2 separate regions of the Pan troglodytes genome follow, and region 2 is linked to region 1. Evidence: chromatin contacts called from public Hi-C data. All regions are on one chromosome and are shown on one strand. The core of a region is the stretch at or near the end of the contact, and the rest is flanking DNA. Distances in the headings are between cores, read along the strand shown.

Region 1 (5,335 bases), core at 689-3,188:
TACCGTTCTCTTTCTCCAGTTTCTATCAACTTTTGGTTAATCGCTGCTCTCATCTGTGCATCTTTGTTCATCTTGCTAACCTGGACATCAACATGTACTTTCAGATATAGAACATTTACAAAGCATTTTCTTCTAAATCCTCTAGGCAGGCATCCTAACATGTTTACCATTCTATTAACTGAAGGGGTGATACATTTCAAGTGTGTTAATAATATCATTACTCTTTATTAAACACTTATGTGCTTGGCACTGGGCTAATGCAGTGTGGGTTTGCTTTTTTTTTAAACATCACATTTAATTCCCAGAACGTATTGTTACATATTTATATTAATAAAATAATCTGTATTTTACTGATGAGGAAACTGAGGCACAGAGATAGAAAGTGGAAAGGCAAAATTTGAACTCAAGTACTTTGACCCTAGGAGTTCCAAAACTGAACATAACTGCCGATCACTTCTGCACAGACTGCATCCAAAAATTGGGAGAAGTCATACATACTAAACATCAAAAAAAGATTAAACACTATTAGTAAAAAAATAAAATTACCAGGCCGGGCACAGTGGGTCACACCTGTAATCCCAGCACTTTGGGAGGCCCAGGCGGGTGGATCACGAGGTGAGGAGTTCAAGACCAGCCTGACCAAGATGGTGAAACCCCGTCTCTACTAAAAATAGAAAAATAAGCTGGGCTTGGTGGCAGGTGTCTGTAATCCCAGCTACTCAGGAGGCTGAGGCAGGAGAATCGCTTGAACCCAGGAGACAGAGGTTGCAGTGAGCCGACATTGCGCTGCTGCACTCCAGCCTGGGTGATAGGGCAAGACTCTGTCTCAAAAAAAATAATAATAATAATTAATTAATCAAAAAAATAAAATTACTAGATAAGGCTCTAAGTGTTTTGCTTTACTCTTCACTAGGATGAACCCACAATTACAACTGCTAAACCTAAGTGTGTGGATCTGTGTGTTTACACACACACTGCTGGTGGGATAAGGAGAAAACAAATCTCAAACTAATTCCTAACTTACAAAGTCCTCAATATTCAGTAAAAACAGACAACCCAAACCAAAATGATGTTGAAAGAAGAGGAAAGTTAGGTTTTGAAAGCGTTCAAGCCACTTAAAAGTTTAAATTAAATAAAACTTGGCGTAAACTAACGTTTTCCCACCTAATCTGTCACTAACTTGAGATTACTTTTGTTGTCTTCCATCTGGCCTATTGAAAATTCAGACTGGCAATGAGTTACCAGAGTTGATTTTTTTTTTTTCTTTTTTGAGAGGAACAGGGAAAAGGAGAAGTTGAGTGAGAACTAGGAAATGCTTGCTTTTGTAATTGAAGGCTAACATTTTTAAAATAACTACAAGGTCTAGTCAGTACCACTCCTGGAATATTGAACTTGATCTCGTCTTGGCTCCTAAAATACGGATAGTGACCTTGGACAAGTCACTTAATTCTTAAAGGCCTCAGTTTTCTCACTGGTAAAACAAGGGCGCTAGGGTATCCCTCCCAGTTCAGACATTCTTAGGGAAAATAGAACAGGGCGGAGACAGCGGGAGAGGCGGGAGAGGAGGAGCCAGAAAACAAAGCGAGGACTGGCTTCAGGCCAACTCCGGTAGCACGCCCTGTCGGAGAGCCCTACAGGCCCGCGAGCGCGGGTCGGGGACGCTAACGAAAGACAGTACATCGAAAGGAGCCTGGGCTGGGCCCGGGTCCCGGCCCTGAGGACCACGGGCATAGCTCACCACCATCACCGCGGGCGAGGGCCGTCCCTTCCCAGCGACGAAATGACCCTTGCGCTGACGACCGTTACCTACCACACTCTTCGGCTGCCCGGACTTAGACCCTCAGTAGCTCGGGCACCTAAGCACACAGAAAGCTAGAACACGCATTTCCGGGGCGGGGTCTCGCCACCCTGCCTATAATGTGAGAATTTAACCAGCGCGGGCCACCTCCTGGTTGCTAGGGCCTCTGGGTAACAGAGTTCAGACCTTGACGTCGCGCGCGCGTTAAGTACCAGGAGAACTACATAGCCCAGCATGCAACAGTCTCAACTTTTTCACGAACACTACATTTCCCAGAAGGCAGTTCGCACCGCAGTGTTTTCTGGGATGGGAACCACGCCGCTTCCCAGTCTCTGTGCGAGGCGTGAAGCGCGGACCTTTCAACAAGGGCTTTATTAATTCTCACGCTGCGGCCCTGGAAAGCGATGGAGGTGGCGGCTAATTGCTCCCTACGGGTGAAGAGACCTCTGTTGGATCCCCGCTTCGAGGGTTACAAGCTCTCTCTTGAGCCGCTGCCTTGTTACCAGCTGGAGCTTGACGCAGGTGGGAAGCGGCGGCGCCCTTCGTACTCCGTTCCTTTCCCCTTTCGGCTGCCTCCGGCCTGACCCTTCCCGCAATTTCTTTCTTTCTCACTGGCAAGCGAAGCCACCGTGGCGGCTTGCGTGGACTCACGGAGGCCGCTGCTTCTGGGGAATGATGCCCATCCCAGAACCCGGTGGGAGCCGCCTTCGCGCGCTCTTCGGTAACGGGACCCTGGGCCCCCTCCGTCAGCAGCCCAGCCTCTGAGGTCTGAGGTCTGAGGTCTGAGGGCTGGCGTGCGGGTAGTGCCTGGGGCCCTGGCTGCTGTGTGTCCACAGCCTGGCTTCTGTTTCGGGGGACGCTGAGAACATTCCTTCCTCCTGGAGCATCGCTTGTGAACGTGTGCGTTGAGAAACCACACCTCCTTGGAGGACCCCCAGTTCCTGTTTCCTCTGACCGAGAGCCGTTTCTTAGAAGAGAAACTACATTCCAGTCATAGCATTTTTAATTACTCAGTTCCTGGCACATTAAGAACTCTGGTAGAGAACATCTCTAGAAGATAGTGAGGAAAAGTGGATTTACTCCCACACTGCTACTCCTTGCTTTATCTGTAGCTGGTAGAATATCCTTACTCTTGTTTTTACAACTTAACGGCATTTTCGTTATGATAGAGCCCAGAGATCTGCATTTTAAAATACACACCCCTGATTCTGATGCATGTTTTCAGAGATCACACTTTGAGAAATAGTGATCTACAGTTAATTATAATAACAGACATTAAAGTATAAAATAAGTTTGTGCTAATTGATTTATTAAATTCAGAAATATTTACCGAGTACCTGTTTTGTGTTACGTCCTGATAATATCAAAATGAACAAGACACCTTCCATAACAGGACTATTAACTAGTTAGGAAGAAAATTGTAAACAGATAATTGTAAAACAATATGGGAAGGCAGTGATAGGGATATGTACAAAATACAATGGTAGTACTTGAATATCTTTCCTAAACTAGTCTGGGGATCTGGGGATCTGGGAAGGCGTCTTGGAGGAGTTAATATCTAAGTTGAGCTTTGAAGGGTAGGTTAAGAGTTGACTAGGATGAGAGAGGATAAGCTTGATTTTTCTTTTTATTTTCTTCCTTTTCCTCTTTGCCACCGTGTTTCTTCCAGTCACCCCATGTCAGTAGATGGTATCACCATGTTTAGTTAGTGCATTAGAAAGTGAAGCCAAAATTCAGTGTCTCAAAACAAGAAGCAGTTATTATTGCCCACAAGTCTACGGGTCAGCTGAGTGGTTCTTCTAGTCCTAGTTGGGCTCATTGATGCATCCTTGTTCAGTAATGGATCTGCTGGGAAGCTCTGCTCATTTGGCTGGACTTCCTCATATGTTTGGAGGGTGGGGTTAGGGTCTCAGACTATAGGCTTGTTTAAGATTCTTTCACATGGTCTCCTCTTGACTTTTCTCCGTGTGGTCTCTTATCCTTTAGCCGACTAGACTAGCCCAGGTTAGTTCCAAGAGACACTTGTGCCGGAGTCATTTGGGGTTTGTTTCTTTTAGCCACTGTCTGCTTGGTAGCAAGTCCGGTCAGCTCCACATTTTGATATCTCTAGGCCTCCACCCTAATCCAAATCAGAGTTATCTCTTACCTGAACTCTAGTAGCCTCCTGACTAGCCTTCCTGCCTTCACTTTTGGGCTTCGTCATTGCATTCTCTATAAGACGTACTTATCGGCCTTTTAAATTCTATCTTGATTTGTTGTCTGTTTCCTCCACTAGACTATGAGTTCCTTGAAAACAGTGATGTTTTTCTTTTGCTCACTACCCTATATCCAGTGCTTGGCACATAGGATGTATTCAATAAAATGAGTATATGAAGAAGAGAAGAAATTGTTGAGGTCATTCCATTCATGGGAAAGCATGAGGAAAGGGAAATAATTAGTAGGTTGTATGCTGGACATCCGTGCACTCTTATATTGCTGGAGCAAAACGTCTGGGAAAGTGAGAGGAAATAAATCAGTGAGGGCCTTGTTTGCCTTTTGGATTTCCGGTCATTCAGTGTTTCCCTGACATTTTTGTATTGAGCCATTACAATATAAAATAAAACTCAGCTGCTGTAGTTCTGCCAACTTTTCTGTTTACTAGGTGGAGATGTTTCTTAAAAACTATCATTTACTCATCTATCTTTTCATAAACAAAAGGATATTTTAACACCAAAAAAGCAGGAAGCAAAATCTCACAATAAACAATCCATTGAATACTTTAACTTTAGAAAAAATTCACAAAGTTGTCCTTGTTCCATACTCATTTCATCAGCGTTAATCTTAGATTCTGTGTTTGGGATGTACAGCTGCAGGATATCAGGTGCCATTTGAAGGTTTTTTTTTTTTTTTTTTTGAGTCTGAGTCTTGCTCTATTGCGGAGGCTGGACTGTAGTGGTGTGATCTCGTCTCATTGCAACCTCTGCCTTCCGGGTTCAGGCGATTCTCCTGCCTCAGCCTCCCGAGTAGTTGGGATTACAGGCGCCCGCCACCATGCCCAGCTAATTTTTGTTTGTTTCTTTTTGTTTTTGTTTTGTTTTTTGAGACGGAGTCTCTGTCGTTGAGGCTGGAGTGCAGTGGCGCGATCTCAGCTCACTGCAACTTCCGCCTCCCGGGTTCAAGCAGTTCTCTGCCCCAGCCTCTGGAGTAGCTGGGATTACAAGTGCCCGCCACCAAGCCCAGCTAATTTTTGTATTAGAGACGGAGTTTTACTATCTTGGCCAAGCTGGTCTTGAACTCCTGACCTCGCGATCCACCTGCCTCGGCCTCCCAAAGTGCTGGGATTACAGGCCTGAGCCACTGCTCCGACTGATTTTTTTTTTTCTTTGAAGTTCCGGGGTACATGTGCAGGATGTGCAGGTTTGGTACATATGTAAACGTGTGCCATGGTGGTTTGCTGCACCCGTCAACCCATCACCTAGGTATTAAGCCCAGCATGCATTAGCAATTTTTCCTAATGCTCTCCCTCCCCCTACCCCATTCTCTGACAGACCACAGTGT
Region 2 (5,728 bases), core at 506-3,005, 210 kb before region 1:
TTTAATTGTGTGCACATTGCCTCAATGCGATTTTTGAAATGCCCTCTAGATCACCAATTTGATAAGTATCTTACGCTACTTTACACTTTAGTTGCTTTAAAACACTTTCTAGAACGGAACAATGTTAATATAATCTAATCTTAACATTAAATTTCCTTAAAAATTACAAAGACAAAAATTTGAGGTATATCAGAATGAGATTCAAAACTATGAGGCAATGTATCCTCATTAAGGCTTTTTGAAGAAATGACAACTCTAGGAAATCAGGAATGAGAGCTCTGCCATGCTAACGGAAAAAAAATTACTACAATTAAAAAAAAAGAATGCTACATTAGAAACTGATAGATCAAATGTATTATATCTTTTCTTGTTGAAATTCTCGGTAAACTGCTAGAGGTCCTTTCAAGTAGCCTCAATACATCACAATTCACAAAACAAGCAAAGCCAAAATCTGTGTTCGGTACATACTAAACAGGTGCTGTATTTCTAAAACTCTATTTCCGAATCTTTTCATACCAAAATTTGAAAACCATATGATCTAGTACAGTCCAGAATATCCTCAAACTATAACTCTCTGAAGTGGGTTAGAAAATATTACAAAGCTCCCAAAATAAGATTTACCTGAACTCACTTAAATTTGATAAATAAAGGTTTGAGCAGCGGCCCGTAAGAGAAGGGGAAACAGAAGCGGAGTGTGAGAGCTGGTAGTAAAATCGAACATTCTGTGCCATGTCTGGCAACCGAGAGTCAGGCCCTCAAGTATGTGACACCACTGGGGCGGTTCCGAAGGCGGAGTAAGGTCTCCAGAATAACTCAAAAGGAAAGAGTTTCATAACTTAAGTGGTTTCATTTCAGATTACCCACGTGAAATTTGTTGATGAAAAAAAAATCATACCCACTGCACAGATGAGAAAAACAGGAGCGTTTTCAGGTTATACAAGTCGACGCCTGGCGCCCGGCGTGACGTGAAACGCTCTAAGTTGCTGGAGCTGGATACCAGGTGAACTGGGGTTTAAATTGTGGAAAAATCGGCCTGGGGAGGTACAAGGCCTGTAGACGGAGGGCAGTAAGGTCACGCAAATTTCCCTGAGGAAGGCGGCTTTGGAGGCTGCGTGCTTTCCGGGCCGGTACCCCACAGCCCAGTCTCCCACGCGTGAGCGGAGCATGGCGAATGCTGCACGCCTGGGTCCCGCTCCCAGTCGCAGTTTCCTCACCCTAGAGGTCACCCTGACCCGGAAACAGTACCCAGAGCAGCTGTCGGGCGTCGAGGGAGGTCTGGTGGAAGGGCGAAAGGAAGGTGGGAGGGCGGGAAGTGCGCGGCTAGGCGGAGGGCCGACGGCGAAGGGCAGACGATGCCCCAGAGGCTAGGGCTGGGGTCGGGATGGGGGTAGGGAGAGGAAAGCCCCTCCCAGGCACGCGCGAACCGCACACACTCACCTGCCCCTCCCCCTCCCCGCCCGCCCGGCGGAGGCTCCGAGCTGCCGCGGGCCGCGCGCGCACACAAGGCGCGCTCACGCGCGCTGCCTGTCTCTTCCTCGAGCTCGCGCTCCGCCCGTTCACTCCCAGCCCCGCTCATTCAAAGCCGGGCGCGCGCTCCGTAGCAGCCTGCGTTGCCTCTGCGCAGCTGCCATGGCCGCCCCTTCATCGGGAAACCCGCCCCCAGCCCCTCCTCTAGCCCCGCCCCCAGCCCTCCTGGAAGGCGGCTCTCGGCTGTCTCCAGGCCGTCGCTTCTGCACTCCGCCTCAGGTCCTGGCTGGCCCAATAGGTGAGAGGCTACGGGTCTGACGTCGAGACTGGGAGCCAATGAGCCCTGGGAGCGGGGCAAGCGGCGACAGGCACGCCAGGTTCGGTGAGGGGTAGCTTTTTGGGACTATTGCGAGCTGCTTTGACTGTTTATTCTCGGAGCGCCTGCTTCTGCCAGATGTCCCTACTTTCCTTCTATGCAGAGTGCCTCCCCTCCAGCCGAGTCCCTTTCTGTTCAACCCACAGAACCCCTGTATCAGATGCGACCAAGGAAAATACACTGCAACAAATGAGGGATCTCCCTCTGTCTCAGGAAGATTTGGATGTGGCTAGACAGACCCCCTCCCCTCAGTCATTCCGCCACCTCAAAGATGTGGAATGCTGTTTAATTCAACACGTAGCCTCCTCCCAGTAATTTTTAATTGAATTGTGTTGAACTAGAAATGAAGAAGTGGCACTTCACCGTGTCCATGCATTTGTTCCTCACATGCACCTTGGACTTGCCCTTCTTTCGACCTGAGATGCTCTTTCCTTCAGTGCTTCTCTCTTTGCAGCCTGATTCTTCTTTTTATCTTGTATGCTATGAAAGGGGTTGTTATGTGCAGGGGACCCTCAGAATACTATGCTCCACAGTTGCAAAGTGACTGGTGAGGGAGAAGTGAATAGGGTCTAAGGCCAAAATCAGTTTATGCAAATTGTTCCTCAACCAGCCTTTTTCTTTATATGCCTTTAATTTTTTTTTTATTACAGCTGCCTTTGTTCTCCCACCCTGACCCAGCAACCACCTACCCACTTAACTTTGTGATAATCTACCACAACCGTCCTCTTTCCAATTTGCACCACGTTTTTTATTAATAATTTAATTTCCAAGACAGGAAAGATGTGTTTATGGCTCATGCTCTGGAATGGTTCTGTGTAAAGTTGGGTAAAATTATTTAATCTCTTCACCTCAATTTCCTCATCAGTAAAATGGCCATAATAGTGCCTACTTCATGCAGTAGTAATGCTTGCAAAGCTCTCTTAGCACAGAGCCTGGCACATAGCAAACATTCATAGATAACAGTTGTTGCTGCAGCTACTACTACTACTGCATTACTATTGCATTACTACAGTATCGTTTCCGGTAATTGCATTTCCCAAAGGCCATGCAACCCCTGTCAGTCCCTTAAACACCTGCTCTAACTTTAATCTCTAGAATTCTAATGCCTAAATTTCAATATAAAATTTCTAAATTTTTTTTGGATTTAAAAAATCGAGTTATCTAGCTGGGCACGGTAACTCATGCCTGTAATCTCAGCACTTTGGGAGGCCGAGGCAGGAGGAACGCTTGAGCCCAGGAATTTAAGACCAGCCCAGGCAACGGGCGAAACTCTTGTTTCTACAAATAATTTAAAAATTAGCCAGGTTTGGTGGCGCATGCCTGTAGTCCCAGCTACTCAGAAGGCTGAGGTGGGAAGAATCACCTGAGCCTGGGAGGTCGAGACTACAGTGAGCCATGATTGGGCCCTGCACTCCAGCCTGGGAGACAGAGCAGGACCCTGACTCCAAAAAAAAAAAAAAAAAAAAAATCCAAAATAACCTATATTCGGATATAAACGTGTTTAAATTTTTTTTTCTTAAAGAGTTGATTGCTTTAGACAATTTATTATGCCCAAGGATATTTTCTTCTTTTTCCTGATTCTTCAGTTTTCTTTATTAAATTTGCCATTTCCAAATGAAACAAAACGAAAGGTATATACTTTTCCAGAAACAGCTAGTTACTGAGTACTTGTTTCCCAACACAATAGCAAAACAGAAAACAAAGCTCGCTAAAGACTGCAAATTTAAAATTTACTTTAGTAATACCTATAAAATAATATTTTAAAATCATCTTTACTTGTTAAATAGTAAGCCCATAATTGGGATCACAAGTCAATAATTTGGGATTGGGTTTAGGGACCACCTCTTGGGAACAGGGAACTTTAAGTCCTGTCCTCTCCCCAAAGCTTGTGTGGGACGGGGGTAGGAAACCACCAAATGTCAAATGGGAGGAACATAAGGGATAGAACCTGGTATATGAATTTCTTTTACTCAATGGAATATAGTAAATTCTGTCTGCTCTGTGTCCAAACCATTTTGCTCACTTTAACGCTTCTGATCAGCCTCTGCCCAATTACCAGCTTGATTTATTCACACTATCAACCTCCAGCCCACCACTTACTCTCCCCTTTCAAAGCCTACATAGGCTTCGTTCTGACTTCTCCAGCTGGGGCTAACTCTGGCCTTGTCACCTGACCTGGCCCAGGAGGTAGAAGCAGACTGCAAACACAGCCCTCTGCTTCCAGATCTTTCCCAACCCAGTTCCCTGGCTTTTCACCAAAGGGTGGGTTTTTTTTTTTTCCCTCAAACACAATTTTAGACCTGCTGTTCTGACTTGGACTTTAATGGCTTTTTATTAATGAGCAGCTGTTCACAGTTGAATACAAGATCATAAAGTCACATTCATTTCTTGATCAAGTAAAACAAAGCTTTGCCGCACATAGAGTGACATCTTTGAGCAGATACATTTGAAAGCATAGGATTTTCTGATGAGAATTTTAATGAATTGTTTTATTAATCTTCCTACTGGAGAATTTTACTTGCTTTCAAAATAATAAACATTAATATTCTGGAAAATTATAACTTCTTTTTTAATACTCAAAATCACCATATACTAGTTAGGGTCAATTGCCTAATAGAGAAATCAAACAGTCTGAAACAGATTTTTTATTTCTTTTCTATTAAATGAAAATTCACTTTCTATGAAGCATTTAAATAAATTTTTCCTCATAATTGTTATTACAATTAGCAGTAACTTTTATTGCTAAATACAGGAAGATTCAAAATTGTTACTACAATTCAGAGTTAACCAGGTTTCTTCAGAAGGGGCCTGGTTAGAAATCAAGAAAAATAATACATATATTTTAGTAGAAATAAATTCAAATGAAAAGATGAGGTGAATTCTCATTTTGTGTTCAGTGGTGAGGTTCAGCCACATCATACTTCTGGCTAATGTCCACATCGTTATTAGATTTATGACAGAGTTCAGCTATATTATGAATTAAGTAGAGTTGATGGGAACAGCATCTGGCAGTCTAAGACCTTTTGTTATTTCTAACAGTAAATGTATTGAAATTCATACAACCAACATAAAACAGTAGTTTGTAAATCTATCTTGTACATGGATTGAGAAAGTAGAAATAAAACAACATGAAACAATGGGAGACTCATTCATTGAGCTACAGCATGATGGACATCGTGACTTTGACCTTGAACAACTTTAAGCCTCAGTTTTCTCATCTGCAAAATTAGGTTAGTAATTCCTGCTTTACGGATTTATTTTGCAAATTAAATATCATACCATATGTGGAAATGTGTTGGAAATACAGCAATAAAATCGGTGAAAGCTTTGAAGCAAACAGATTTATTATCTTCAAGATCAGTACAATCCCCTTTAGCTCACAACATGGAATAGTGCTTCCAAGAAATAGAGGTGAATTTTATGTCATCAGCAACCAGAAGTAGACATGTCTACTAGCAATATATTAACAAAGGGAAACAGGGAGGGACAGCCAGAAGTCAACCCTCCATACCCCGGCTTCTACATTCTTTGTTCCCTTCTTTGTTCCCTTTGTTTTAAAGGCATAGGATGAAAGAGCAGCTGTCAGAACTAGGACACTTACAATCCTTCCCCTCTCTCTCCAGGCTTTTATGTACTACTCATGGGATATTTATCTCATACCAAGATCTGTTGCCAAGTTTTGTCTATTCTTTCTTCTCAGTGTCCATCATTTCAGCACATCTGGATATCAAAATGATCTGCTAACTTAGTCTTTTGTATTTTACTATTTTCCTTCCTCTAAGTCAGTTTGTTACTTTGCTGTCTGATTAATGTAAATATTGTTTTACCTTCTTCATAGTAACTGACCTTTTTAAATTTTCCAGTGTCCAATTCAAATTCACTTAG

Evidence for each region. A called contact is a pair of places that touch in the nucleus more often than the background predicts.
Region 2: a contact with region 1 is called in a Hi-C map of a lymphoblastoid cell line, with 2.9 times the contacts expected there. The contact joins the promoter of EBAG9 here to the promoter of ENY2 in region 1. A contact is called at or near these places in 3 of 7 Hi-C or Micro-C datasets (induced pluripotent stem cells and a lymphoblastoid cell line), 1 of 1 datasets of contacts at active chromatin or transcription factors (stem cell-derived excitatory neurons) and 1 of 1 other capture datasets (stem cell-derived neural stem cells).

Annotation. Positions count from the first base shown.
Region 1 is chr7:119,583,054-119,588,388 of NHGRI_mPanTro3-v2.0_pri, reverse strand. It overlaps ENY2 (ENY2 transcription and export complex 2 subunit), which reads right to left and starts at 1,938. Exons shown (of 5, transcript XM_001135431.6): 1 at 1,811-1,938; 2 at 4-80. The coding sequence starts at 71. It overlaps NUDCD1 (NudC domain containing 1), which reads left to right and starts at 2,092. Exons shown (of 10, transcript XM_001136325.7): 1 at 2,092-2,320. The coding sequence starts at 2,203.
Region 2 is chr7:119,788,486-119,794,213 of NHGRI_mPanTro3-v2.0_pri, reverse strand. EBAG9 (estrogen receptor binding site associated antigen 9) reads right to left here and starts at 1,755. Exons shown (of 7, transcript XM_001136819.7): 1 at 1,438-1,755. LOC107976412 (a long non-coding RNA gene) reads left to right here and starts at 874. Exons shown (of 3, transcript XR_001720367.2): 1 at 874-1,000.